6 separate regions of the Mus musculus genome follow, and regions 1, 2, 3, 5 and 6 are each linked to region 4. Evidence: chromatin contacts called from public HiCAR-type and promoter capture Hi-C data. All regions are on one chromosome and are shown on one strand. The core of a region is the stretch at or near the end of the contact, and the rest is flanking DNA. Distances in the headings are between cores, read along the strand shown.

The links. Promoter capture Hi-C pulls out the DNA fragments that hold promoters and counts their contacts. HiCAR-type assays count read pairs that join an accessible place to other places.
Region 1: a contact with region 4 is called in a promoter capture Hi-C map of pre-B cells, with 5 times the contacts expected there. The contact joins the promoter of Mdm1 here to the promoter of Tbc1d15 in region 4. A contact is called at or near these places in 3 of 39 promoter capture datasets (liver and pre-B cells).
Region 2: a contact with region 4 is called in a promoter capture Hi-C map of hippocampal neurons, with 9 times the contacts expected there. The contact joins the promoter of Slc35e3 here to the promoter of Tbc1d15 in region 4. A contact is called at or near these places in 3 of 39 promoter capture datasets (hippocampal neurons, liver and pre-B cells).
Region 3: a contact with region 4 is called in a promoter capture Hi-C map of liver, with 7 times the contacts expected there. The contact joins the promoter of Mdm2 here to the promoter of Tbc1d15 in region 4. A contact is called at or near these places in 3 of 39 promoter capture datasets (hippocampal neurons and liver).
Region 5: a promoter capture Hi-C map of liver shows a contact between it and region 4, with 4 times the contacts expected there. The contact joins the promoter of Nup107 here to the promoter of Tbc1d15 in region 4. A contact is called at or near these places in 6 of 39 promoter capture datasets (erythroid cells, hippocampal neurons, liver and 2 more) and 1 of 9 other capture datasets (adipose tissue).
Region 6: a contact with region 4 is called in a HiCAR-type map of astrocytes, with 6 times the contacts expected there. The contact joins the promoter of Kcnc2 here to the promoter of Tbc1d15 in region 4. A contact is called at or near these places in 1 of 39 promoter capture datasets (hippocampal neurons) and 2 of 115 datasets of contacts at active chromatin or transcription factors (astrocytes and forebrain).

Annotation. Positions count from the first base shown.
Region 1 is chr10:118,140,420-118,144,827 of GRCm38.p6, reverse strand. It overlaps Mdm1 (transformed mouse 3T3 cell double minute 1), which reads right to left and starts at 3,041. Exons shown (of 14, transcript NM_148922.3): 1 at 2,866-3,041; 2 at 1,864-1,978. The coding sequence starts at 2,883.
Region 2 is chr10:117,745,056-117,749,456 of GRCm38.p6, reverse strand. Slc35e3 (solute carrier family 35, member E3) reads left to right here and starts at 3,099. Exons shown (of 5, transcript NM_029875.2): 1 at 3,099-3,672. The coding sequence starts at 3,271.
Region 3 is chr10:117,708,067-117,712,929 of GRCm38.p6, reverse strand. It overlaps Mdm2 (transformed mouse 3T3 cell double minute 2), which reads left to right and starts at 2,172. Exons shown (of 12, transcript NM_010786.4): 1 at 2,172-2,378; 2 at 2,902-2,984; 3 at 3,146-3,230. The coding sequence starts at 3,150.
Region 4 is chr10:115,249,528-115,254,041 of GRCm38.p6, reverse strand. It overlaps Tbc1d15 (TBC1 domain family, member 15), which reads left to right and starts at 2,549. Exons shown (of 17, transcript NM_025706.3): 1 at 2,549-2,660. The coding sequence starts at 2,631.
Region 5 is chr10:117,790,853-117,795,470 of GRCm38.p6, reverse strand. Nup107 (nucleoporin 107) reads left to right here and starts at 2,766. Exons shown (of 28, transcript NM_134010.2): 1 at 2,766-2,867. The coding sequence starts at 2,860.
Region 6 is chr10:112,268,630-112,273,601 of GRCm38.p6, reverse strand. Kcnc2 (potassium voltage gated channel, Shaw-related subfamily, member 2) reads right to left here and starts at 3,585. Exons shown (of 5, transcript NM_001379643.1): 1 at 3,054-3,585; 2 at 1,198-1,915. The coding sequence starts at 1,896.

The DNA of each region.
Region 1 (4,408 bases), core at 1,792-4,291, 2.9 Mb before region 4:
ACCACCGAGCCATTGTCCCAGCCCCTCTTAAGTTCTTACAGGAAGCATGAAGAGAGGAAGACTCTCCAGCCAGTGGGCCCTCTGTCCTCCCAGCTCCAGCAAGTGCTCCAGGCAGTGAGGGATGCACTGCATTGCCAGAATGGCCGGCCAGCTCTAGGTAAGCCAGCTGTCCTCGTTAACCTCCTCCCTCCCGGGCTGATCAGCCTGAGACTCTGACACTATCACTTGTGCTTACTGAGAACTCCCAGTAGCCGTCCTCCCTTACACCATGACCTCCTTCACAATGTGCCCTGCTCCAGAGTGGCTTCACGTGCCCAGGCTCTTCTCACACTGGCCACCTGAATGCAGCTGGTCTCAGCTAAAATGCTGAAGGGCAGTTAATCAGGTTGACCAGTTGTCTGGTGTGCAGTTATCACTCCCTGCCCCAAAGCTTTCAGTGAAGTGGTTATGCCTGAAGACAGTTTATTTTGTATTCTCGATCTAACGAACTCTCCAAAGTACAGAACTTACAAGCAGAGAGATTTTCCAGGATACTGCCGGAGAATCAGGAAACATCTTGTCTCTGAAGTCCAGCACTATTTACGCAGCAGAGGAGCCCTAAAGAGCTACCCACACTCTGTTCTCCAAACCTGATATAAACACACTCTTTACTTTACTCCCTTCCCAGACACATGCCCTCATGGTAAGTCTTGTCTTTCCCTGGCTTCAAACACCTAACATTTGAGGGGTTTATACATCATTCTCACACATCATCCATAGAACACTAAGTACTGACCTATGTACACAAAATCCTTACCAAGCAAGGCCTCCTTCAACCCTGGATAGTGGAGCTTCCTACAGCCCACTTTGCAAGTTTGATTTGCTCAAAATTATAATTATTGTATATCTAAATTCAGATGTATTCATTAATTTAAAATCTGGTTTGAGGGCTGATAATATGATCAGTTGCCTTGTAAGCACAAAACCCTGAATTTAACCCCATAGGACCCATGCAAAAAGGCTAAGTGTGGCCGCATGCTCTTATAATCGAGCACTGGAGAGGCAGAGACAGGTGGACCCCGGGGGTTCTCTGGCCAGGAGGCCTAGTCTAACTGGTGAGCTCCAGGGCAGTGAGAGACCTTGTATTAAAATGAAGTGGGCGGCCTTCCTGAGGAGCAACACCCAGGATGGTTCTCTGGCCTCTGCATGCATACATGATATACACAGGTATACTTGCATTAATAAAAAATAAAAATAAGTTAAAGTAGGGTGTCTCAAAGCCTTGCGCCTCCACTGACAAACAAGGAGACAGAGGCCTACTCTCCAATATCCTAGCTGGTGAGAGAGAAACAGTAGATAGAACAGTCAGTCCACTCTTTCAATGTGCAGTAGGAAACCTTGGCCCGAGGGCTCAAATTCTCTGAGGTCAGGAGACGAAGCCTATGTAAGAGGAAGAACATGATTTCTGAACTCATGGCACTGACCAAAACCAGCAAGTTCCAGCCATGCCTCTGTTACCTACCCTTCCATTCTTCAAGTCTTTGAAAGTCCTCACCCTCAGGCTTGCTCCTCTCCGCTCAAACATTTCCAGAAAAGCCTCTTTCAGAACAACCAATCTCAGGCGTTTCCCCTTCAGTTTTACTATTCAACTTTTTTTGATATCATGCTATTTTATATACAACTCGATTTGATGAGTTTCTTTGTGTTTTTTGTTTGTTTGTTTGTTTTTGTTTGTTTGTACATAAGGGACTCTGGGATCGCAGTATAGCATCAATAAATATTTGCCAATTATACATGAGGCCAACACAGGTAGATTTTAATTGTTTTGTAAACAGAACCCAAGGTTTATTCAAGTTATGATAGCTATTGGTTTGCTCAACTTACCCAACTGATCCGATCTAAGTCCTGCCCATGAGTACTTTTGTCCCACTGAGGGATTATAAGACTCTGACAAATAGGACTTTTTCCACAGGAAGTTTCTCTGGTATTCACTCAGCCCCTATAATGAAAAGTGCAATTTGAGCACAGTGTAGTGAAGAGGTGTTTTAGCATCAGAAAGAAAAACAAAAACAAAAAAACCTCAACCTCTGAAGAGTGTTCTTGAAAGGCCCAAGAATGAGAATTAAACCCCAGTCAAGCTCCTTAATAATAGCTAATATTTACCCAGCCCTGGGCTAAGTAGCCCCTTAATCCTCACAACCACCCGAGCCAGACAAGCCGGAGTCCCTCAATGAGGCTGCGCTATAACTGGTTCTCTGATTCCAAAGTGTGGTAACAAACCTAAGTCCTCACTAGAGGTTTATCCTAAATTCATCGAGTGCATAATGTTATGGCTTTTAATAAAAGGCAATTAGAGAAAGACGTGTTCCCCTCCCACTCTGTCTGGCAAGCACTTTAGAATTAAAGAGTCCGGGATTACAGAAACACTGTGGCCACCTGTTGCGTGGAAAGGCGTTAGACACAGACAGCTATCTGGAACTGTGAGCAAAACCTAAAGCAAACGTGCAACTAGCAGGCTGCACACCTACCCACGCTCTCCTTTTACTGGGGCCCGCTTCCCAAGCGTTTAAAAGACCCGCGCGCTTTAAAGTTTTGCAGGAAAGGAGCTGAATGCTATCGGCAAGAGGAACCACAGGTGTCCTACACCGACAGCAGCCTTTCGTCCCACTGTCAAGGGCCCTCCTTCCGCCTCCGCTCCTGGCGACCCCAGACTGACGCCGTCAGGCCCCCATCGAACTCTCCCCACCCGCCCCTCCGCGCTGGGCCACCGGCCGGAGCATCCTCCGCCCCGCACAGGCTCCGGCCAGGAGGCTCGGTACGGCACAGGCGCGTCACGCACCCACCCCGCGGCGTCCCCGCCACCCGCCGCCCAGCCCCCGGCCTCACCTTGAAGCGCACCGGCATGTCGCCCTGCGCTGCGGAGCCTGCCCCGCCGACAGTTAACGGGAGCAAAAGCCCCGAGGGGGCGGGACGACGCGACAACACTGGTTCCCTAGCAAGATCCTGGACCCGGCGTCCCCGACGACGCGCCGGCGCACTCCGCGCCGCCCTCCCGCCCCGCCTCTCGGCCTTGCTCCGCCCATTTTGAGGCCTAAAGACCAATGGCAGCCCTCACCGTCATTACGATTAGACCAACCAGCACTCGTAAGGGCACGGCCCCGCTCCCTAATGGCGGGCGAAGAGCTGGCCAATGAGGATACCGGAGCTGCGGTGGGCGGAGCCCGCGGGAGCTTTGTTCAGGAGGCTGCAGGCAGAGTCCCCGCAGTGCGCGCACCGCAGCCTGTCTGTGTAGTGTGGCCGGGCTCGGCAAGAGCCTACCTCACTGGTTCCAGCTCCCTGACATCACAGAACGTGAAAGTGTGCCTGGCATTCCAGAATGCACGACAGAACCCACAGTCTCTTTGTCCATAAAGGAAATTGCCCCTAGAGTACCCGGCTGAAAAGAAGTTGCTAAGGAGAGAAGCGTTACACGAGCCTTGGGTCAAAAAGGATAGGTCCAAAAATACATACGACCTAGGATGATTCAAGTAAAGTTTATTAAGACCGCAAAGCCAACTCATCCTTTTTAAAAATAAAATTCCCTCTGTACACCAGGCTGGCCTGGAACTCAAAGATATCTACCTGGCTCTGTCTCCATAGTGCTGGGATTAAAGGCATGCACCACCAGTCCCAACATTGGGCAGGCAGAGCCAGGGAGATCTCTGCCTGGTCTACAGAGTGAGTTCCAGTATCGGGCTACACAGAAAAACTCGGTCTTGAAAGAATAAATAAAAATAAAATTCCATTTGACTTTTATAGGTTATTGCCCATCGTGAAACACTGCTAATTCTGAAAGTCCAGAAAAAAAATTACCCAGACATGCTAAATACATTATTTAGTCGATCATAATATACTATGTCCTGGGCTCGCTTTCCAAGTGAGAGGCATGAATGGGAAGTTTGAAGCAGAGTGGTCCCTGAGGGTAGAGATGATTAGAAGAGGCTCAGGGGTAATTTTCAGACTTGGCCTTGAAAATTACAACTGCAAGAAGAGGAAGATAAGATGATCAAGGCAGACATATGTCTGGAGAGAAGGTTGCCGGGGTTCTTCTAGGAATAATGAATTTACCTTTGTCCTGTGTTGGGATGTTCCCATCAACCCTTCCCAGTCCCTTCAAGTGCTTCCTGCAGACTCCTCTTCTTGGCTCCTAATTGATGTCTCCGATCTTCTTCATTATCATGGAGATAATTTAAAAATTCATTTGAAGAAGCCACCTGATATCTAAAACAGAGAGAATATTAAATAAGACCCTGTGCTGCCATGCATCCAGGAGACCTTTCGTTAATGTTAATCGGTGAGGACAGAACCCCAGTCCTGTGAATTAAAAATGACACAGGCAAGACACAGTGGAACATGAAATGAAACCCCCTGCAGGAAGCCAGCCAGGACC
Region 2 (4,401 bases), core at 1,850-4,349, 2.5 Mb before region 4:
AGGATTAATTTTAATACTAATCTTTACGTCCCATTATATTTCTTTTTTTTTCCCCCAAGGTGAAAGCGTTACATAGTGTTCAAAAAACTAGCGGAACTGAGTATGCATGTACGTAATAAAGGAACTCTGGTTCTGATTTTATCCCAGACAAGCCACTAGGGATGGATGGTATGCCTGCATGTCAGATCGAATACTGTCAGGTGCCTGTAACCCCAGCACTCAGAAAGCTGAGCAGGAGGACTGCAGTCAGGTGAAGGTATTTACCTAAAGTGTCAAAGCGGGAGGAGCTGAGAGAAAAATCTAATTTGTTATCTCAGCCCAAGTCCATAACCTTAAACACAGACTCAACTAAGGAGGGTAAACTTTCCTCTCTCTTCTTCAATCCCTCTCTCTCCCTCTCTTTTTCTCCCCCCTCTCCCTTCCCTCTTTGAGGCAGGGTCTCACCATGCAGCCCTGGCCGTCCTGGAACTCATGGAACTCTTTTGAACTGGCAGAGATCCACAGGCCTCTGCCCTCCCACTCCTGGGACTGGGACTGAAACTGTACTCCATCACACCTAGCCAGAACACTTCCCAGGCTCTTACTGAGGGAGCAGGGAAGGGTAATCCACACACGTGTAGGGGAGGGTGACAATGGGACTATTTCTAGCAAACAGTAAGAGCTGGTGAGCTTTGAAAACAGGGAAGCCGAAAATGGTGGGGCACTCCTTTAATCCCAGCACTTGGAAGGCAGAGGCAGGCGGATTTCTTAGTTCCGGGCCAGTCTGGTCTACAGAGTGAGTTCCAGGACAGCGTGGGCCACACAGAGAAACCCTGTCTCGGAAAAAAAAAAAAAAGAAAGAAAAAGAAAACAGGGACTGTCCTTGGTAAGGCTAAGCAAGCGGTGCCCTAGGGTTTCTCCTGCTGTAGAAACTTGGGGAGCAAAGGGCTTATTTTACCTTGCACTTTTAGTTAATATTCCATCAGTGAGGGGCGGGAGGGCAGGCACTGAAGCAGAGGCCCTCTAGTAACTGCTTCCTGGCAGCTTGCTTCCTAGGGTTTGGTCAGCCTGCTTGATCTAACCCAGAACCACCTACAGAAAGATGGCACTTTCCAGTAAGCTGAGCCTCCCACATGGAGTAACATTTGAAAAAAATGTCCCACGGGCTCATCTTCTGGCTGACTTGCTGGCAGCAGTTTCTTAATTGAGCGTCTCTCTTCCCAAATTGACTCTAGCTTGTGTCAAGTTGACAAAAAAACAAAACAAAACAAAACAAAACAAAACAACCAGCACAACAAGCAGCAGAGAGAAAATGGAAAAGCTAATGTTTATAATAAATTCAAGTAACTATAGATGAAATGGACGAATAGTTGAACGTGTGCTGGTCTTATGGCAACACAAACTAAAGTAATCTGAAAGGGGGAGCCTCAACTGAAAACATGTCTCCACAGGATCCAGCTGTAAGTCATTTCCTTTAATTAGTGATTTGGGGGAGGGGCCAGCCCATTGTGGGTGGAGCCATCCCTGAGATGATGGGTGGGGGGTGAGGCGGAGCAAGCCCTAAGCTGCACCCCTCCCTGGCCTCCATCAGCTCCTGCCTCCAGGTTTCTGCCCTGTATGAATGAGTTCCAGTCCTAACTCCCTTTGGTGATAAACAGCTACGTGTAAGCCAAACAAACCCTTTCCTCCCCAACTAAGACAAGACATCTAAGTAAACGGGCAATTCTCTAAAAAAAATGCGGTACGAAAGAGGAACGTAGCTGATATGACGGCATCTGGTAAAGGTGCTTGCTTCCCAAACCCTACAGCATGAATTCAGTCCATCTGGTGGACGGAGAGAACTGACTCCGAGTTATCCTCTGACCGTCACACAGGCACCCATACACACACACACACACACACACACACACACACACACACACACACACACACACACGTAATTAACTGTGGAAAATTCATCAAAGAGTCTCTTGTGCCTCTGATGCAAAGACCTTCTTTTCAGTGCCAATTAGAAAAAAACGGTATCCTGGAGAAAACGGGCAGAGACATAAGCAAACAGATCATAAAAACCTATGAAATAGTGTCCAAAACTTAAAACTACACATTAGTTGCAAGGCATGTGACACTTCAATGGGTGGAAGCAGGGAGATCCGTTCTGTGTCATCCTTAGCTCTGTAGAGACTTCCAAGTCTGCTCTATTTAATCCCTGTAACATTGTAAAAGTGGGGGGTCCACGTTTTCAATCAGTGTGGACAGACTTTGAGTTGGTATTTGACGTTTGCAGATGAGAAATACCACTCTCATATTGTAACAGTGTGAATAAAAGTGAATATTGAGATCGAGTCTAGCCTGAATGAGTTCTCGGCCTCGAAAAACAAAACCAAAAATATATAATTTTTCACTTCCTCTCCAGCTCTGTAACTTTGAAACTGGACTGCATGCTTGCTACTATAATATGCCTCTTAGAAGTGCAATTAATATCTTGGGCATACAGGTAAATGTACTTGCTTCTTAGGTTTTACTAAAAAAAAAAAAAAACTTCGTGGGTAAAAAATTCTGTGGTTTAAAGTTTTTCGAGGCAAATACGCCAAAATATGTTTAAATCTACAGTAGACGACAGTTAGTTGTCCATCCACTCTTACCTGTTTAGACGGTTATTTTTGGTTTTTCGAGACAGGGTTTCTCTGTATAGCCCTGGCTGTCCTGGAACTCACTCTGTAGACCAGGCTGGCCTCGAACTCAGAAATCCGCCTGCCTCTGCCTCCTGAGTGCTGGAATTAAAGGCGTGCGCCACCACCGCCCGGCCTGTTTAGACTTTTAAAGATATTTTAAAATATGCTTTCAGTAAGTAATGCTCTGCCCCCCTTCAGAGGATTAAAACAGCTCAGCAACGTGGAGAGTAAAACTGGCGGGGAATCTGCGCCTCCCAGTAAGTCGGGGAATCGGCCACAGAAACTAATCTTCCCTGGGAGCCAAGGGCTTCCCTCCAGCCGAGTTAAGCAACCCAGCGGAGCGCCGAGCGCGCCTGCGCGGCGGAATCACGTGGCTGCGCGGGGGCGGGGCTGGGAGGAGCCGTGGCGGACCCGCTCGGAGGGCGGCGGCCTATTACCTCGCGGCGCAGCGACCGGGACCCGGCTGGCGCATGCCTGTCTCCGGCCGGACCGTGGAGCGGGCGGCTGCGGGCGCGCGGCGGCGGAGAGCCGGGACAGCGGGAGAGCGTCCGAGCGCCCCGCGGGGAGGCTGGACAGCCCGGGCTCGGCCGAGGACGCTGCTCCGCAGCCGGCGGGCATCATGGCATCGCTGGCGGACCGGGTCCGGGGCAACGGGCGCATCGCCGCCGGGCTCCTGTTCAACCTGCTGGTGTCCATCTGCATCGTGTTCCTCAACAAATGGATCTATGTACACCACGGCTTCCCCAACATGAGCCTGACCCTGGTGCACTTCGTGGTCACCTGGCTGGGCTTGTACATCTGCCAGAAACTGAACATCTTTGCCCCCAAAAGTCTGCCGCTCTCCAAGCTCCTCCTCCTGGCCCTCAGCTTCTGTGGCTTTGTGGTCTTCACCAACCTTTCTCTGCAGAACAACACCATAGGCACCTATCAGCTGGCCAAGGCCATGACCACGCCGGTGATCATAGCCATCCAAACCTTCTGGTACCAGAAGAGATTCTCCGTCAGAATACAGCTCACGCTGGTGAGTAGCTGCCGCTGCCGCTGCGCGAGCCTGTCCCTGCCCAGCTACCTGGCTGCCTTTCTCCCCGGGAAAACTGAATACACCTTGCTTATAGCCTGGCACGACGGAAGCCCATTCCCATAATCTTTACTCCACACACGAGCCAGGCCCTTATAAGAAGCTTGTTTGGGGAGGGGTGGAAAAGGCCATCTCGACACTCCGCTGCTATTTAGTAAATGGGTGTGTTCCTGATAGAAATCTTTAACTGCTGGGATTGATGAGGGAGAGAGCTGCCTTAATGGAACAGTTCAGTGTGTCAGGATATCTGCGAAAGCTCAACCTGGAAAGAAAAGAATATCCCCAGGAAATCGAACCAGAAGTGATAAACATGAAATGGTTTAGCATAAAATACCTCGGAATACACCTTCAGTGGCACACTGCTGGGGTGCCTTGTGTTTACATAAAAGGAGATTCGTTAAAATAACATTAGCACTTAGTGGTTTTTTCGTTTTTCCAGTCATAATGCTTTCCTCCTTCCTTGTTTATGCTTATGTGTTAAGTACTGGTTTGGGGGATTATTTTATTCCCTGTAAATGTGTGTCCTGTTTCCTTACAAAGCACAACGCACGGATTCATATTTTCTTCCAGATGTAGAGTTGTATGTGAATCTCTGTAGAGAAGGATTGGCAGTTTTCCCCAAAGAAAACTTACAGTGCTCCCCCACCCCAGCCCCACTGTTATGTTTCCTTA
Region 3 (4,863 bases), core at 923-3,422, 2.5 Mb before region 4:
TTCATCAGGATCTCGTTATCTTGGCTGGCCTCAATCTCACTGTAGCTAAGGATGACTTTGAACTTGTTTTTTTTTTTTTTTTTTTTTTTTTTGGTTTTTTCGAGACAGGGTTTCTCTGTATAGCCCTGGCTGTCCTGGAACTCACTCTGTAGACCAGGCTGGCCTCGAACTCAGAAATCCACCTGCCTCTGCCTCCCGAGTGCTGGGATTAAAGGCGTGCGGCATCACGCCCGGTTTTGAACTTCTGACCCTCCTGTCTTCACCTCCAAAGTGCTGGGATTACACAAGTGCAGCATCATTCCCACAGGTGCTGGGGAGGGAACCCAGGGCTTTAAGCTAAGAGTGCATGCCTGCTTGCCTTTTGCCCTGTCCTCCCATCCCCCCATCCTGCTCATGCCCCAATCCCATGAAACTGCACACAAGCCCAATTGGGCTACTTCATCTCCCAAGGCTTGGGTTCTGTGAGACAGGTTCTCTGTGTGCAGCCCTGGCTGATCTGCAGCTCACTGTGTGGACTCGTGGACACACTATCTTGAACTCACTTGTCTCTTCGTCTCTACTGCAGGGGTCAAAGGTCTATGCCACCATGCCTGGCTGAAGGTTATTAAATTTAAAATGAATATTCACTCCATTCCTAAGGGGAGAAAGGTTTCTGAAAAGTCCTTAATCACGAACTGTTGGGGAAATGAAGGCTGTCAGTAAGAAGTGGCAAGCCCCAAAGAACGAAATTACCTTTCTCCTTTAGGTAGGTTATCAATGTTACTCAAATTAGCTTTAAATTGCTCAACTCAAGCTATCCTCCTGCCTCAGCTTCCTGATTATCTTTGACTGTGCAAATGTGCCACCACCCCTGGTTTTAAGTCCTTTAAGATCTGGGGCTTTTGCTTTGGGGACCGAGGACTGAACAATGCAGGACCTTCTCGGTGCCACACACCCTCCGTTCTTAGATGTACCTTAAAAGGTGGACCCAGACGGCTGTTGCTCTGTACCTGGGATTACACGCACACCATTATATCTGGCCTTATCAATGCTTTTCTTTGACCTGCGTCCACACTGCCTAAAGCAGCGTCCAGGCCAAACTCCTATACCTTATAATGCTATCTTGGGCCCTCAAGATGACTAACAATTAGAAAGTTTGTAAACACTGGAGTGTATGTGTTGAAAAGGCCAGGCTGATTTCATGACAAGTTTCAAACTGGCAGTTAAGGGGACTAGGCCTAAATCTCTGTTTCCAAGAACTGGGCAATTCCGGGCAAGTCCGGGCCTCAGAAGCTGCCCCGCCTGAGGCAAGGACAATGGGTCAGCAGCAGTTTCCAGACTTTCTCAGCCAAAAGTTTCCAGCCCTCTCACCCCGGGAATGGAATGTCCCTAAAGATGGACCCAATAGATTAACATAGAGGTCACCTATCCCAGAATTCGCTAATATGCTTTATGTCAGGTCTGCAAACTCACTTGGGTGTCTCTATCTTAGTAATGGGGAGAGGAGACACCAGAATGCTGACTTCTGCAGATTAAAACATTCTTTGCGTTTACATACTATGAGCCCAAGGTGTCATGGACCCTAACAGTCTTTGAATTTTTTTTTTTAATTTTAACTTTAATTATGTGTATGTCTGTGCACACAGGTGCGGTTGCTCATGGAGACCAGAAGAGTGTGTTGAGTACCCTGCAATGACAGAATTTGTGTGGCGTGAGTGACTGAAAACCTAAAAAGGAGCTGTATGCACTCTTGACCATGGAGCTATTCATTTTTTATTCATTATTATTTATTCACTTTCCACCCCGCTCTCCGTTCCCTTCTGGGACACCCCCTTCTCACAATTTCCTCCCCGTCCCACTCCACCCTCTCTCACCTTGCCTATTTTTAAAGTCTTAAAAAAAAATCACTCATTTGTATACAACTTCAGCTGCTGGCGGGATGGATTTAAAAATACTACCCAGCTGTTAGTCTTGCTTTTCTTTTGGTAGCAGCAGCAGTCGGATAGGAACTTGCCTAGCGACCATTGCGGTTTCGAGCGGTAAACACAACCGCGCGGCCCCTCCCCACCTCCTGCGCGCTCCGGCACCGGGCGGCCGCTAAGCCCCGCCCCCCGCCTCCTATTGGTCCAGGAGGCGGCGTCGGGCGTGCGCGCGCGCACGCCCCGATGCCCGGATGGCCCGTGGCTTCCGGCGTTCTCTCCGCGGACGGTAGGGGGCGCTCGTCACAGAACTCTGCTTTGTTAACGGGGCCTCCGGGGCCAGCGTAGCCTAGGAGCGGCCGGTGAGGAGCCGCCGCCTTCTCGTCGCTCGAGCTCTGGAGCGACCATGGTCGCTCAGGCCCCGGCCGCGGGGCCTCCGCGCTCCCCGTGAAGGGTCGGAAGATGCGCGGGAAGTAGCAGGTACCCGCTCCGTGGGCGGCGGAGAGTCCCGATCATTCCCTCTTTTCCGCGCCCTCCGGGGCCTACTCGTAACCCGGGCCGGCTCGTGGGGTCGCGGGGCACGAGGCTGGGCGACCGTTTGCCCGCGCTGGGCCCTGATGTCATTCTGCGGCCGGGGGTGTGCGTGTGGGTGGGAGTGGGGGGTGGGGTGGGAGATGGCGCGGTTAGCACGGCGCATGCGCGGGAGGGGACGGAGGGAGGGGGAGGAGGGAAGAGCGGGGGTCTCCCAGCAGGCCCCGCGCGCGGGGGGCCCGCTCCGGGGTCGCGCTGGGCTCGTTGCTGGGGTCCAGGAGGTGACAGGTGCCTGGTCCCGGACTCGCCGGGATGCGGCTTCCGGGACGGGTGGGACTGGGCTGGGCCGAGTTGACTCAGCTCTTCCTGTGGGGCTGGTCAAGTTGGGACACGTCCGGCGTCGGCTGTCGGAGGAGCTAAGTCCTGACATGTCTCCAGCTGGGGTTATTTAAACGCTGCCCCGTTTCCGCAGCCGTCTGCTGGGCGAGCGGGAGACCGACCGGACACCCCTGGGGGACCCTCTCGGATCACCGCGCTTCTCCTGCGGGCCTCCAGGTAAGGGACAGCTCGCCGACGTCGTTTTGCATTTGAGAGCTATTGCCGAAAGACGTTTTCTGTCTCCTTCGTAAATGCATGTATCTATTTGTCCCTTTTCGTAGATGTTTTATAATTTCAAGTTTTTATCGTGTGTGTTGTTGTTTTTTTTCTACTTGTAGGCCAATGTGCAATACCAACATGTCTGTGTCTACCGAGGGTGCTGCAAGCACCTCACAGATTCCAGCTTCGGAACAAGAGACTCTGGTTGGTATTTCTGCCTCGAGTGTGTAAATATAGCTTGTTTTACCAGGTAATCGAGGAAACAAAATTGAAACCTGGATTATCGCACAGTCGTTTTAAGTATTTACCTACAAACTCTTAACTTTCTCGATTGCAATTGCATTAGAGAGTGGTCACTGCGACCTATATTTCCACAGCCCTTCCCCTGACGCAGGCTTTAGAAGTGCACAGTGTGTGGGTGCTGCTGGTTGTGACATGATGTTCTATCACTGTTCTAAATGGTAAACCGAAAGTCATAGAAGCATCCGTGCTTTTTGTGAGGATTTTAGTTATGAGAGGAATGCATAAAATATATAAAGTTCCAGTCTTTGCTCTGTATCTCTTTAAGTTTTCTACTTTATATTAGCATATAAAGGTGTTCTACAGCTTGTCAGTAAGTTACAAAATTACTTTTAATAGCTGCATAGGATTTGATAATGCGATTGAACCTCAGCCTTTAGAATGTGTGTGTATGCAAGTACTGTACTACTGAGCTGAGCGACAGTCTCAGGCTCACGACTACTGGGGGATGTAAAAGTTGCCCATGTGTTTGAGTAAAGTAAGGGTGAGGAAGATAGGGAACTAGAATCCTACGTCCTGGTAACCACATTTGATTGCAGACTGCTCACTCTGCTCAGCAGAGGTCATGGCCGTCTTCGATCCTGCCAGCACGAATATTGCCAGCCCTCGTTTTCCCTTTCTGATGTAATTTCATACATATTTGTGGAGAATACATGTATGCAAGTTAAGTCAGTTCCTACGGTTACTGCTCTGTGGAGTAAAATGTATTGTTTCAGTGGGCATGTCCCAGATCTCCAGTTAAACAGCCTGTTTGTTCTGGGTTTGCCAATGTCTCTCTCTATTTACTCTCGCTCTTCCTTTCCTCCCCCATTTTTTTTTTTTGCATATTTTAGTAGCTTGCATAATTTTCAAGTATAGTTAACCTAAGAAATTTTTTTTTACAAGGACTATAATCTGATGTCTGCCCCATTGAAGGTATCAAATTTGTTTATTTTGATAATTTTTGAATTTTCTTGTAATGCTTTGGAGGAATTCTTCCATTTCAAGATTATGCACATATTTAAAGTATTTTCATATAGCATTTTAAAAACCTTTTCCGGGTAGATCTTTATTCAGAACTCTCTTTGTTAAGTGTGAGATTACAGTGTTGTGTTTTTATAGTAGTTTTTAAAATTAACTTTATCTTGTAAGCTTTGATAAGAAACTGGCTTTCCATTGTAGAGTTTTGATTTGAGTTAATTTAATATGCAAAAATGTAGAACTTCTTGCTTTGGCAGTACGTATGTTAAAATTGATACACTAAGGAGAAGGCTAGCATGACTTCTATATGAGTTACATAAGAAAATTAAGCATTAGTAAGTCTTTTTCAGCTGGGCGTGGTGGCGCATGCCTTTAATCCCAGCACTTGGGAGGCAGAGGCAGGCAGATCTCTGAGTTCGAGGCCAGCCTGGTCTACAAAGTGAGTTCCAGGACAGCCAAGGCTACACAGAGAAACCCTGTCTAGAAAAAACAAAGAAACAAAAAGTCTTTTTCAAATCTTGTAAGAGTGAATTACTTAATCTGAAAATAAGGTCTTAATACCCTTTTTTAAAAAACT
Region 4 (4,514 bases), core at 1,300-3,799:
ATTCTACATTTCTAACAAGCCACCATGTACCTGTTGGCTCTGTTGGTCTGCAGACATCCTGTGAGTAGCAAGGTTTAGTATTTGAGCAGAGAATACATTGTTTAAGTAAAAGGTTACAACAGGCAGGAAGTATAAAGAAGCTAGGGCTTAGGAAAGAGACGTGGACTGGAGAGACACCTGGGAAGTATTTGGAAGTGATGATGTCAGATGCCGGGATAAGGTGCTACAGATGCTGGTGGGAAAGACAATCAAATGTAATGCCCAGAGTGGGCACTTAGGGGCACCTGAAGACCGGATTAAGAATGTCAAGTAGAAGATAAACTTGGGAGGCCACATTTTCAAGGAGATGTCTCCAACTGTCAAGCTGATTATTCACAGGAAACCACTATCAGATATTTAAGAAATAAGGTTCTTGTTTTGGTTGTTTTTTTGTTTTATTTCATTTGTTTGTTTGCCTTTTGTAGTTGTTTTTTAGACAGGGTTTCTCTGTGTAGCTCTGGCTGTCCTGGTAGAGCAGGCTGGCCTCAAAACTCACAGAGGCCTGCCTCTGCCTCCCCAAGTGCTGGTGAAAGATCCTGGCAGAATGTAAAAGGACACAGAAGCCCTGAAATTGGCAAGATAGACGTCAGTGTTAGCAGAACTAGCTTCACTGATTTAGAAAAATAGAGGTGCACAATGCTCTGGCCACTCCTTGAACCTGTGTGTCTGCCAATGTTCTGACCAGGTGTGTGCCCATTGCTGCACCTTCATTAGACTCTTTCCTTGTACCCTTCCATACCCATTTCTTGAGAATAGACATTGTTTAGATCTGGAAATCCCCTAATCTCCCCCTTCTCCTTCCCCCCCTGAGGGCCTATAAAAACTGGGAACTCTTTCCCCTCGAGGTCGACTCCTCTACCCCTGCGTGGGATATGAGTCGTCCCCAGAGCTCTGGCTTTCCCGAATAAAGCCTCATGTGGTTTGCAACAAGCTCGGTCTGTCGTGAGTTCTTGGGTGTCCGCTATTGTCCTGAGGCCTGAGCGAGGGGCTCCTCTCGGAGTCTTTCACTAGGATTAAAGGTATGGGCCACCATACCCAGCTAGGAAATAAGTTTTATTTTTAATTTTACAAAAATTAAAAAAGATGTCTTCAGGACTGTTAGCATGTTTGGCCCATGTTATATTATGTTAGATATTTAAGACATTAGTTCTTTAAAATTTACAAAAAGTTGTAGAGTAACTGCTATTACTTAGCATTATATTCTGACACTGCTAAGTTTTGACAATATAGTGAGGTTTCTCCTTTAACCACATTACTCCATCCTTCTGAGATAGCAGAAGAATCTAGTTTTGATTATTCAGACTCCGGTTACTACCCACAATCAGTTGGCTTGGGGAAGTCTGGTCTACTGATAAGCCCCTGTGCTCTCTCGCTGTCAACTCACTGCGCTCTTGCTTCCTTAATGGCTGGCAGATGCGTTGCTTTACCGAGCAGTGAGAACTTGGGCACTGGGATCTAGGGCTTGCTTGGAATCTCTGATATTTGGTGGTCAGAGTCCCTCCTGGGGCTAAGCATGCATTCTCCTGTAAGACTTAGGCACCTCCCTCCCCGATTAGATTCCTGATACTCACAGAACCTGCAGATCACGTTTTTCTGCTGTTACCTCAGGCAGCCTGAAAAGGCTCTAACTCAGCGGGCAGGCACGACTCTTGTGTGGGTGAAACGACACTTTTACAGGGGTCTCTTAAGGCTATAGGAAAATACAGATACTTTACGGTTCATAATAGCAGTAATGTTACAGTTATGAAGTAGTAACAAAAACAACTTTTTGGTTGGGGTGGGGTCCGCACCAAAACATGAGAAACTGTATTAAAGGGTCGCAGCATTAGGTAGGTGGAGAACTATTGCTAACTGCTCTAAGATGTCAATTTTATTGTGTACCGGAGCTAAGTCTCAGGGTGCTGCGCTGAGAAGGAATTAGATTTTGAACTTAATAGTTTACCGATCTGTTTCCAAACATGGGGGAGATCCGTATGGCCATACATGATCCTTTACATGCAGATGCTTGGGTGAATTTTAGGAATTGAAATCATAACCACTAAGCTGTGGAGGCACCCTGAACTCTGGAGCGATAAAGGGCCTTGTAGTAACTACAGTTCCTATAAAAATACCATGCTCAAGGTCATGCGTGAGTGACAGCAACAATACTCATGTTCAGAATCCTCTAATATCAAGGGGAAAAGTCTCTGCGTGTATTAGCTCCAGGGCTGATGTTCAAGGCGATTCCAATTTTACCGTGACTTATTTAAAGCAAGAAAGCTGTGGCATCGTGTTCTGGGTCTAAACAAGGTGCTCCTTCCATCACACCCAAGAGACTCGCCAGCCGTTCCCCAAGTTAAAAGTGCCACGCCCGAGCAAACTTCAAAAGCCGTAGACTTCTATTTAAAATGTGGGGGAAGCACGCGCACGCGCAGTACGGCACGACGGCTCCACCCTCTTAGCATCCTCACCACGCATGCGCCTAACTGCTGTTCCCGCTCCTCCCCGCCCCTTTCCCGCCCGGATGTTATTTTAGCCCGACCGGATGTTGTTGTGAGTCCGAGAGCCACGTGAGGTTGTGCTACGTCATCACCAGGCACGCGCGGGGGAACATGGCGGCGGCGGGTGTTGTGAGCGGGAAGGTGAGTAACGGCACCGGCTGGTGCGGGTGCTCCTGACCGGTGGCCTGCGGCTGGCGGGCGGGCGGGCGGCCGCCGAGGGGCAGGCGAGCCAGGTCGGCTTCAGAGGAGACCGGCGTGTGACAGCGAAGGGGCTCCGCGGGGTGCGAGCTGCCCCTCCGGGGTGCTGGCTGGGTGAGCGCGGGGTTAGACGGTTCCTGCTCCCAGGCGGTGCAGGCCTGGGCGTTTGTCCCCGGCTCTGCCCCGCAGCGCGGATCCTTTCGGGGACCCCTGAATCCGTTCCTTCCCCCTGTGACTCTGGTTCTTTACGTCTGCCCTTCCGACCGTAAAACCTTCTCTTGTAAAAAGCCTTTGGCCACCCTGGCTTGCTTGGCTCTCTGTCGTCTTTGGGGGAAGGCGTCGAGTCACCATGCAGAGGAGCTGACCAGGAGCTCTGCAACTCTGTCCTCAGAGCTTGGGGTCCTGTTCGAAAAATTACCCAGATGGTTAATGGTTGCGGGCGTTAGGTTGGGAACTGGCGATTGACACCGCGCTGGGCTCATCTAGAAAAGCCTTTATGAAAACGTTTGTTTCCTAGATGTCTTCGGGGGCGTTTCTGTGTGTGGGTGTCTGCCCTGCTGTTTTACAGGAGGCTCTGTCAGTGACACCCTCACAGTGGGCTAGGAACCACCATTAGGTACGGAGATTAGATTAGATTAGCAGTTTATATGCAGAGAGACAGCTTGTGCGAATATAGGGTTATCTGCTTCATGCGATGCACCTGACTGCGTTTCCCAGTGGCGAGTTATTTCGCAAACGTCAGTGACCGGCTGGTAATGACTCAGAGCACTAAGACCTGTTTACTTGTTGCAGATAGCTTCCGCTGTTCCTTCAGTTCCACGTAGTATGTTTCGCTGCTTTTCTCCTCGTTTTGAACTTGACAGCGTTTGTGCAGATTTAGATTGTGGAATAACAAATACCGGCCTTATCTTCGGTGCAGATCTGAATTGTGACCTTGGGAAATTGGATAATTGAGGCTTCTCTGTTCTTCGTCTTTATCTGCAGAACGGAAGGGATGCCGGGCATCCTGTATTGGAGTGCTTAGGGGTAGACGCAACAGAAGCGCTTATACGTTACGTAGTCTTGCTCTTTCGAAAAATTGGTTGGGCATCCTTTTAGGGTATACTTATATCCTTGCCCTTTTAAAATATTTTTGGTCTTTTTTATTTGAGATGAGTGCTAGTCATCTCTTGATTCATTACAAATTAGAAAGTTTATCTTGGTGTTTTGGGCTGGGCCAATCTGGTACTTTCCAAGATGAGATCTTCACAACTTAAACTACACTTCTCTTTTCCAGTTTGCATGGATTCTGAAAAGAACCCTCGATAAAGCAGTTCTGAGACCTAAGGGGCTGCCCACCTTCTACAGTCATTAGTACCGTTCACAGACTGACTGCCCAAGCTTAACTTGTCTTTTGTGACTTTGCTTCATCACCTTATTTGACTGAGGTGACTGTCACTAGGAGCTCTGCAGCTGTGTCCTCAGAGCTTGGGGTCCTGTTCGAAAAATTACCCAGATGGTTAATGGTTGCGGGCGTTAGGTTGGGAACTGGCGATTGACACCGCGCTGGGCTCATCTAGAAAAGCCTTTATGAAAACGTTTGTTTCCTAGATGTCTTCGGGGGCGTTTCTGTGTGTGGGTGTCTGCCCTGCTGTTTTACAGGAGGCTCTGTCAGTGACACCTTCACAGTGGGCTAGGAACCACCACTAGGTACGGAGATTAGATCGGCAGTTTATATGCAGAGAGACAGCTTGTGCGAATATAGGGTTATCTGCTTCATGCGATGCACCTGGCTGCGTTTCCCACCGGCTGCTCCGT
Region 5 (4,618 bases), core at 1,517-4,016, 2.5 Mb before region 4:
AATCGCCTCCGAGGTCACGAACAGAGACAAACAAAGCTTGGGGAAAGAAAGAACAGCAGAGGCTAAGGCAAGGGGGCAGTGCATCCAAGGCCAGCCTGAGCTAGATAGCAGAATGTGTCCAAGGACAAGCCAACAATAAAGGCATTTGGGAGTCACAAAGTGAGGAAGTGAGCCTCTGCATAAGGCAGGGCCAGCAAGGCAAAACAACTGAAGATGAAGTACTTAGCACTGGGTTACTTTTCTTGTAAAATTAAGCAGAGACAATTTGACTATGCCAATCAAAAATGGTCCTTGTGGAAAATCTGGTTATCTCTCTTTAATTGTCTGGAGATCAGATAATTTAGCCTTGTAAGGTAGAACGTTCGTGGGTGACTTTTATGTATATATATATATATATATATATATATATATATATATATATATATGGTTATATATATAGTGTATATGAGTACACTGTAGCTGTCTTCAAACACACCAGAAGAGGGCATCGGATTTCATTACCGGTGGTTGTGAGCCACCATGTGGTTGCTGGGAATTGACCTCTCAGGACCTCTGGAAAAACAGTCAGTGCTCTTAACCACTGAGCCGTCTCTCCAGCCCTCATGAGTGATTCTATCTTGGTGAATCTAATTTGCTGTGGCCAAATGCAGGGGGTTCATCCACACCAAAGGATTTTTATTTAGTAATTGAAACAGGAAATATCATATCTCAGGGTTATTTAATAGATGTGATGCACACACAGATATGTGTGCATGCATGTGTGGGTGTATGTGTGCACATATTCGGTGTGATATGTGTATGTGTATGACATGGTGTGCGTGTGTGTGGGGTATGTGGTGTGGCATATGTGTTGTACGTGTGCAGGCATCCATGTGTGCATGTGTGTATTTGTATGTACACTTGTGTGTTTGTGTGTAATTGTAGCATACATGGAGGTAGGGCTGAGTTTTGAGACTAGAAGACAATTTTTTTTGTGGTTGGTTTTCTCCTTCCACATTTACCAGGGGTCCAGGGACAGAAGCTAGATCATCAGGTTTGCAGGGCAAGCTGCTCCCTGGCTGGCCCTTCTAACACTATGGTTGTAATCTGGTTACTTAATAAACAGTGTCTGCTTTCAAAGTGAGGAGCAAAAAAGTAACAACTGAATTCTTCAGGCAGCTGGATGCACTGCCTTTTACTCAGACAGCTCTGGATTAGAAGGGATACTATAGTACTACTTTTTTCTTTTCTTTTGAGACTGGGTATCAAAACAAAGAAACAAACAAAACAACAACAAACTCGTACTGGCCTCTAACTTAGTAGGGCCTGAGCATGGCCCTGATTCCTGTCTGTACCTTACTCTGTGCATGGGACGGGCACAGTAAAGAAACTGCCACCGTGACTGCTCCGTTAGGGATAAGGTTTTTAATGTGGGTAAGAGAGAGAAAAGATCCAGAGGCACCTGGAAGTGCCCAGAGCGGAGAGAAAAAGAAACAGGCTGGACATGGCCAGGGCCGGGGAAGCTAGAGAATGGGAGAGAATAGTTACATCAGCAAGAGATGGGAGTCAGGACAGAACACACCCAGACACCAAATGCTCAGCACAAAGGAAATGTATTACCCAAGACGGACAAGCAGAAGGTGTTGCCTCCGTCTGGATCGGCCAAAGAAGGCAGCAGGTGTCTCTGCAGGAGAAAGGGGGAAGGCTGTGCTAGGATGAGTTGGTAAGTCCTAAGTGGACATGTTAGCCAGCTAGTGAATTTTGATAGTTGGACCTCGGAGTTTTAGTCAGGCATAAGGATGTGGCCAAATAAGGGAAGAGACCTTGGTGGCTAGGTTTAGGAATGTAATCTAACGGTTTAGCAAGGGAGAGGGGAAGGGAGAGGGCCACACCTGCTGGTGATGTGTCTGCAATGTCTGCGCCTGTTGGAGCTCTTCAAGATAGTTTTGTGTGCAAGATGAGAGAGCAGAGACTAGAAATTAGTGCAGAGTCGGGATTGTGGGGACAAGTAGCTAAGAAGACCGAAGGAAAACGCATTACAGGAGTTCCTGAGGAATGCTGGCGTTTATCTAACCGCCAGAAATCAGAAATGGTTCAGCCAGAGCTCATTTCTAGATATTTGGAGGGCCTGAGACCTAACATTTTTGAGGTACTGGAACAGGTAAGTATTCCCACGCCCAAAACTTTTAAAATTTATGATAATAACAGCAACAATAATAATTGCTATTATTACTATCGTCAGGCTTTCTTAGTGCAGGCTTGCTTCAAAATCGTGGTTCTTCCTCCTGCCTCAGCCTCCCATGTGGCTTTCTTATGCTTTGCTTTTTTTATTGGATTTCTTAAAAAACGGCTGATTCCGTAAAAGAGAAATAAATAACGAGAGAAAACAACCTCAAAACCCGTCCAGTGAGGTTACACCACAGTTCAAAGAGGTGAGCGCCCCGAGACAGGCCAGATCCCGTAAAGTGGCGCTGAACCGCAAACAAGAACGCTGAATGCAGACTCTTCAACAGATTCCTAAAGTCCAGGTTATAGACTTCCGGCTTCCCAGAACAACGCCCCACCCAGACCACGCCCACAAGCCAGGCTCAGGCGACATACCCAAGCTCCGCCCCTTTCCCCGCCCCCTTCCTGCCTGGCCGGCACCACCCAGCCACGCAGTCACTCCCTGGCACACTTCCGCGCCTGCGCCCACTGAGCCTGCGGCTGGAGACGAAAGTCGCGCATGCGCCGAGCGGGAACATTGTTTCTCTGGGACTGGCTTAGCCAGGCCGCGCTTCCGGGTCGAAGGGTGTGCTTCCGGAGAGCGGGAAGGCTGAAACGCGGCGGCCAGGCTGCAGTCAAAGAGTTGCAAGGTTCTAGGCGGAGACCGCTGAAGCCATGGACAGGTCAGTCCTGGTAGGGACGCCTCGGCCGAGACTGGGGCTCTCGCCTGTTAGCGACGTAACCGCCTCCGCGGCCAGGGATTTGGCCCTCGGTGGAGGAATGGACGCTTGGCGCGATTGGAGCGGGGATGTGAGAATGCGGATCCCCGGGGTTCCACGCCGCGCCTCCCGGGTCTTCTCGGCGCTCGCTCCGAAGTGTGCGGGGGTCTGTGATGGTCCCGCATTCGAAATGCGAAATGAAGCAGTTCGAGCTCAGGGCCATCAGCCGCACTGACAGTTCAGCCCAGACGTCCTCAGCGTGGTTTTATTGCGGTTATTAAGTCATGTCAGCTGTACGTTATTGGGTAACGGTGGTCAGCTTAGACTTTAAAGTGCCGGCCCTAGGGAGTTGAATTTCTCCCTCCCTCTCAAATGATTTATGCTCGCCTGACACGAAGATGGGTTGTTTAAGGCCCTTGGCATCGGGGAGTAGATTGTGTAGTGAAGACAGTCGAGCAGTGTAATACGATGTATTTATACTGTACTGCGGGGAAAATAAATGAAGGAGATGTTTTATCTCCCTGTCACAGGAGTTTCAGGCAAACCTATAAAAGTAACTTGCTAGCTGGTCTTTTGAGTAATAATAGCACATTATTGATACTGAAAACATTGTGCTAGGGGTTATCTTATGTGTGTTCCTTAAGCTTTAAGTGGCACATTTAGTTTTAGAGCAATCCCGTGAGGATCTTATCTATATAGAACAGTGAGCCTGTAAGAGATTTAAGGAATGGCATAGTTAAATAGAACCCTGTTATGGGGCTGGGGATATAGCTCAGTGGTAGAGTGCTTGCGTAGTAACCCTTAGGTTCTGGGGGGGGAAAGAGAAACATTACCAGCAGGGACCTTTGAATCTCCATAAAGCTGTTTGATGAATAACTTAAGTAGATAGATGAACATCCAGTGACAGGGGAACACATATAGACCTCTGTAAAAGAAACATACTCAGATATAAAGTCATGAAAAATGTTCACGCTTGTGTGGCTGAATGCTCCCAGCAATGCGGATGGACTTGATGGGCAGAACTAAATTAGGATGGTGGTGTAAATACTGTGCTGGTGAGTGTTAGCTTGAGTCTGCAGAGAAGAGGAAGCTGGCTGGAGATTTTAAGTGGAAGAAAGGTGTACTAGAAGGATAATTAAAATCAACCCCCATGGTTTAGTTTATAAGCTGTCAGATGACAGTGCTGGAGGCCCATAGCACTGTGCTAAGACAGGAGACATCCTTAGTCTACATGGAGGGAAATCACTTGAAGGGCCATTTCTCCTCTTCACTAGAATTGCTTCACTTTTTCTTTCATCCCGCCAAGCCATATCGTACTCACAGTCTGAAGTATAGTCCTGGCTGCATAGCAGTGTTTGGTCAGCATGCAGGCCAAAAATATAACAGTGGTCCCATATGATGATATTGCCTAGTGACATGATGACTGGCTTAGCTTGTATAGATATATTCTGTGAAGTTTTCATGAGGATTAAAAAAAAGAAGAATTCTCAGAGCCTGTTCCTTCTTTGTTTGGGTTTGTTTTTGAAGCTGCTTTCACCCTGTCTCAGATTGGCCTGGCACTTCCTATGTAGTACAATTTGGATTAGAGGTGTGAGCCTGGGCTAAAACCAAGCCCTTCAACAAGCAGCTAACTCATCACCGTATTTTAGAGAGTGCAGAGTCCTTCCTTGTAGAGAATTCTGTAGTCAAGCAGCTCTTTGGTCTGATGGAGGAAA
Region 6 (4,972 bases), core at 2,336-4,835, 3.0 Mb after region 4:
AGAGCAACACTATTGTACGTTGTCTGTGCTCTTTTTCTGCCTGAAAACCAAACACATGGGCAGATTTCTGAGTTAGTGTCAGAAGCACACCTCTCTGGAAGTCAGTGGGCAATGAGTGGCATAAAAGCTAAGATGCAGGCATTTCTGACATGCCAAGGAAGTTGCTCAAGAGGGCAGCGTCAAAGTTAGGCGAGGAGAATTACCATCTTGTAGAGATGAGGGTCTTCTCTGGGCAGCAAAACCAAGATATATGCAGTGGTAACAGTTTACTAAACTCAGTGTTCCACCCTCATATACAACTAAAGCCAATTCATATTCTGTATTATTTTTGATTATTTCTATTTCTCCTATTTCCTTTAAGCTAAAGACACTGTCGTTGGTAATTTCTCTAGTCCCTTCATGGGATTATAGAAAGATAATTGGGTAAATATAATCACTCCCTTAAGTTATAAACAAAAAAAGAAGTATCAAGGCTAAGGTTATAAGATAAAAAGTCAGGTAAAGTTTTCAGCAATCTGAGTTACTCAACAGAAGACAGGTCAATTGGGTGATTAATTCACAATCAACTTGTGAGGAACACAGGCACACTTAGAGCACCCAACTTGAGGATCCAGGGTGCAGGCAAGATCACTGGGAACAGTTGCAACAACATCCTCTTCACTAATGAGAAGAGACAAGGCTAGACACATTCTCCTCACACCCTACCTCCACCCAGACTCACACAGAGAAGCCATTTCTCCATTCATTGTCCTCAGATTATATCCTTAACGTAGCTACTGCCCTGGGAAGTCAGATCTGAGAGTTAGAGGTCATTGAAACTATCACGTCAGGATGGGCAATGGGCTCCAAAGCACATCCTAGCTAAAGGAAAAGGCTGGAACAAAAAAAAAAGTTAAGGCAAAAACTAAGGTGAATGTAATAATGGCATAAGGACACATCCCAGGACTCTTACAAGGACAGGTCTTGTCTGTTAAAGTAAATCTGTGTGAATTGGAGAGCAGCCGAATACCTAACAGGGAGGGTAGAAGAGATGGGGTGAAGAAAAAGTCTCTGGGCTTGCCCTACCCCACATGAAACATCTCGAAAACCGTGTTCCTTTCTTCCTCTTCATTTCAGAGGCTGTTGGAGGAAAGGATCAAAGTTTGAAGAAAAGTTGTGAGAGTTGCAACAACAGGGAATGCTAGATTCAGGTCTTACCCTAGCGGCTCTAGATGAGTAGGGGTCCTCAAAAAGAGCCCACATGCGAGGCTGCAGCTTCCTCCAGCGGCCTGACTTGCCATCGGGTCCTCCCAGCCCCGCAGCATCCTCAATGCCCAATCTCTTGGCCGCTAGGTCCTCATCATCACCAGGGTCGCCCCCGATGAGGTCGGGTGTCTCAAAGATGTCCAGGGCCTCCTCCGCGTCCCGGTGCTGCCTGTAGGTCATCCAGCAGCAGGGCTCCACGTCGGTCTCATCGATGCCCCAGAAAGCCAGCTCTTCCTCGAAGAGCGGCCCGCACACGTCGGCGGGGCAGTGCAGCTTGCCCGTGCGGTAGTAATTGAGCACATAGGCGAATACTCCTGGGTGGCGATCGAAGAAGAATTCGCGGCCTCCCCCAGGGTGGTCGCTGCCGCCGTTGCCGCCGTTGCCACCGTGCGAACTGCAGTTGCCTGCGCCGCCCTCGAAGCAGCCGCTGGGGACAGGGGACAAGGGAGGCGGTCGTGGCGGCGGAGACAGCGGAGGGGGCAGCGGTTGCAGCTTGTCCCCGGCCGCAGTCAGGCAGTCGCCCTGAGGTTCAGAGGAGGCAAGAAGGGCCAGGCGAGTTCCAGGCAGGGTCTTGAGGGTGCTGCGGTAGGTTTCGTGCCTGGTACCCCCGACATTGAGGATCACCCTCTCGTTGCTCTCGATCTTGCCCATCTCTGTGGCTCAGACATGACTAGGGGAGGCGAACACAGCACCAAGTTAAAGCTCTCGTGGGTCAGAGACTCATCAGGACCCCACCCTACCCCCTACCTCAACCCAAGAGTGCCAAACTGCAGAGCTGGCAAGTGGAAAGGACCCTCCCAGGAGGAGCTTGGTGCCCAAGTCCTGTCCCCGCCTCTCGCATCCCTGGCCCAGGTTCCCAGAGAACGAAGAACAGTTGAGTCTTCCTTGACCTTCCAGGAAACCTTTTTCTCTTGCGGCACACAGTCCACCCTTGGCTCTGACCTCTCTTTCCTTCTTGCCCTCCACCATGCCTCCCCTCTATCCCTGTCACATCCAACCTGCTTTAAGTCCCCAAGCCCCTCTTTCCTTTCCCTAAATCCCCACCGTTCAGTCCCCAGCCTTTTTTTCTACCCGCCTTTGCTCCAAGCGCTCCTCCCTAACTAGACCCCTTACCCACTATCCCATCCCTCTCTCTCTCTCGCTCAGCCCCTCCCCTGTTCTTAATGCAATTCCCCCATGAGGGAGTTACATTTGCTGAGGCAACTTAGCAGTGTTGAGTGGGAGGAGGCCAGGAGTGCCCCAGCTGCCTGCATACCCTGGTCCAACCTTAAGACAGCTCTCCCCACCGCCACCACCACCCCCAGCACTAGGGGAGTGCCCTTTGCCCGCTCTGTTCTCAGTTCACTTCTCTCCCTCACCTACCAGGCAGAAGACTGAACCCAGAAGTCAGAACAACAATAACAACAACAAACGTCCTCGCTACCGCCTTTCACCAAGGAGACCTCTGACTAATTTCCTCATCCAATTTCCTTTTCACATTACTGTTGCCGTTTGTTGCTAAATGTTATTATTACTTGGGAAAGGAAACGGCTAACTAGGATCCATCTTTGAGGACAAAAGTGAGCAGTCTCTGCCACCCCTCCCCCTTCCCAAGAAAAACAAACATCTTGGGGTGGAGAGTGGGGGGTTGCTTTCGAGGAGGGGCGAGGCCCAGGAGAAGCTGAGGGAGGCACACCCCCTGGGTCGCTGAGCTAGACCGCCTGTTTCCAGCTTCTCCCCAGGGGCTCCACAGCCAAGCTCTTAAAGCTAGGCAGGGGGATGCCCGCCTGCGCTGCCCTTCCTTTTCTCCCCTCCTAGTCCCCGGATACCTTAAGGAGACCGGGAGTAAAGTGGATCTGCTTGGGTCTCCCTGTGGACGAGGTTCTTCCTGCAGTCGGACAGAGTCTCTGCGACCAGCTGAGCCGCCCTCCTCAAAGGAGAAACTACTTGTTGGCGTTTTTTCGGGGTTCAGGTGGTTGATCCGCTTCTCTGGGTGCTGAGGTCGGGGAGACAGTCCCCGCCTGCCGCCCGCCGCGCTCCCTGCCTTCACGCTGCTGCGATCTGCTGGCTCTCCCATAGCCACCCTCCGCACCCAGAGTCACCATCGCGCGGGGCTGGGCGAACCATGGAGCTCGGGGCGGGTCCAGCTGGCACAGCCCGACCCCGCCGCAGACCTTCGGGTCGGCTGGCTGTGTCTGGAGCGGAGGCTGACCGAAGGACAGGGGGGCTCACCCAGTGGAAAGTGAAGGCTCTCAGCTTAGATTTGGATCCACAGATTTGGTGCTCCCCCCACCCCCGCCCGAAAGCGTCCTCTGCTAGAGCTGTTCTTCACCACCGCTTGCCTGAGCACACAGCTACAGTGGGTGGGTGGGTCTGGGGAATCTAGGATAAGCAGCACCGTCCTCCGCCCTCTCTGGAGCCCTACCTGCACTCTTTAAGCACAGATCTCCAGACCCTGTCTCCTCACTGCCCCACCCCTCCCAACAAGAGAGAGAGAGAGAGAGAGAGAGAGAATCTAAAGCCAATTGTATCTTTTCCTTAATGACAGCTGACAGGAGAAGTCTGCTTACAGGTGACAGGGATCTTGTTTCTTGTGTCTTCTACAGGGCTCTACTTTCTCTCTTCACTCAAATGTAGGTCTCCAGCCACCACCTCACGGTTATGTAAAACAAAACAAGTTTCTAAAAGTTTATCCCAGGAACATAATGCTCCAAAAAGTAAAACTTCAGCTTCCTTTGTCTGAAATAACCAAGCAACAAAGCAGTGCTCTCATCAGCCAAGTCCCAGTTAACTCTACTGTCTATCTGGGCCTTGTTTGTGCTGCTAGCGCTGATAAAATTAAGTATTTACAACCGCAGGGCTTTCCCCCCAGAAGAAATAGAGTATCTTACAATTTCAGGGTTCAGGGTTGGTCCTTCTGTAGGCCCTGAGGATAGAATGTGATCCAGTCAGCTACATGAGCTTGAAGGTAGCTAGTTTCTCCCAGCATCTCCTCACACCACTCTCTTCCTGTGTACATGTTATGTGTGTCTCCAGATTCTCCCTTCTCCGTGACATCACCCACATGATACAACAACCCTTGATAACGGCCTCATTTTAACCTGATCACCTCTAGACCATGTCTCCAACTAAAATCACCCTTTAATTAGTGGACATTGGGACCCCAGTAGATTGTCTTAGGGAGAACATGATATAACTCATACTAGATCTCATCACCAAAAAAAGCATGTTCTCTCTCTCTCTCTCTCTCTCTCTCTCTCTCTCTCTCTCTCTCTCTCTCTCTCTCTCTCTCTCTCTCTCTCTCTCCCCCCCTCTCTCTCTCTCTCTGTGTGGGTGTGTGTTTACATTTCAAGGAGAGACAGAGAGAGGGGACAGGTGGAATGGAGGAGGAGGAGCCAGAGCCAAAGAAGTGTACCGTTCCACAACTCCATGAGCAATGAGCAATGTTAGGATCAACATCCAACCAGTAAGGAAAGCATCAGGATGTAAATAGAGGGAGGGATCTTTGAAAAAACAAATTTTGCTGTCAATACTGTTATTTAGCCACAAAGTCGGCTGCAGCTGTCAAATTGACATGACTGGAAAAAGAAACTTAATTGATGAATCACCTCCATCATATTGACCTGTGGGGATAACTATGGGGCATTGTTTTTTACTTAATAGTTGATGTAAGAATACCAGACTAGGGAAAAAAATTACCAAATGAATTCGAATTCTATTGTCCCAGCTATTCCTTTATTTAATGTCA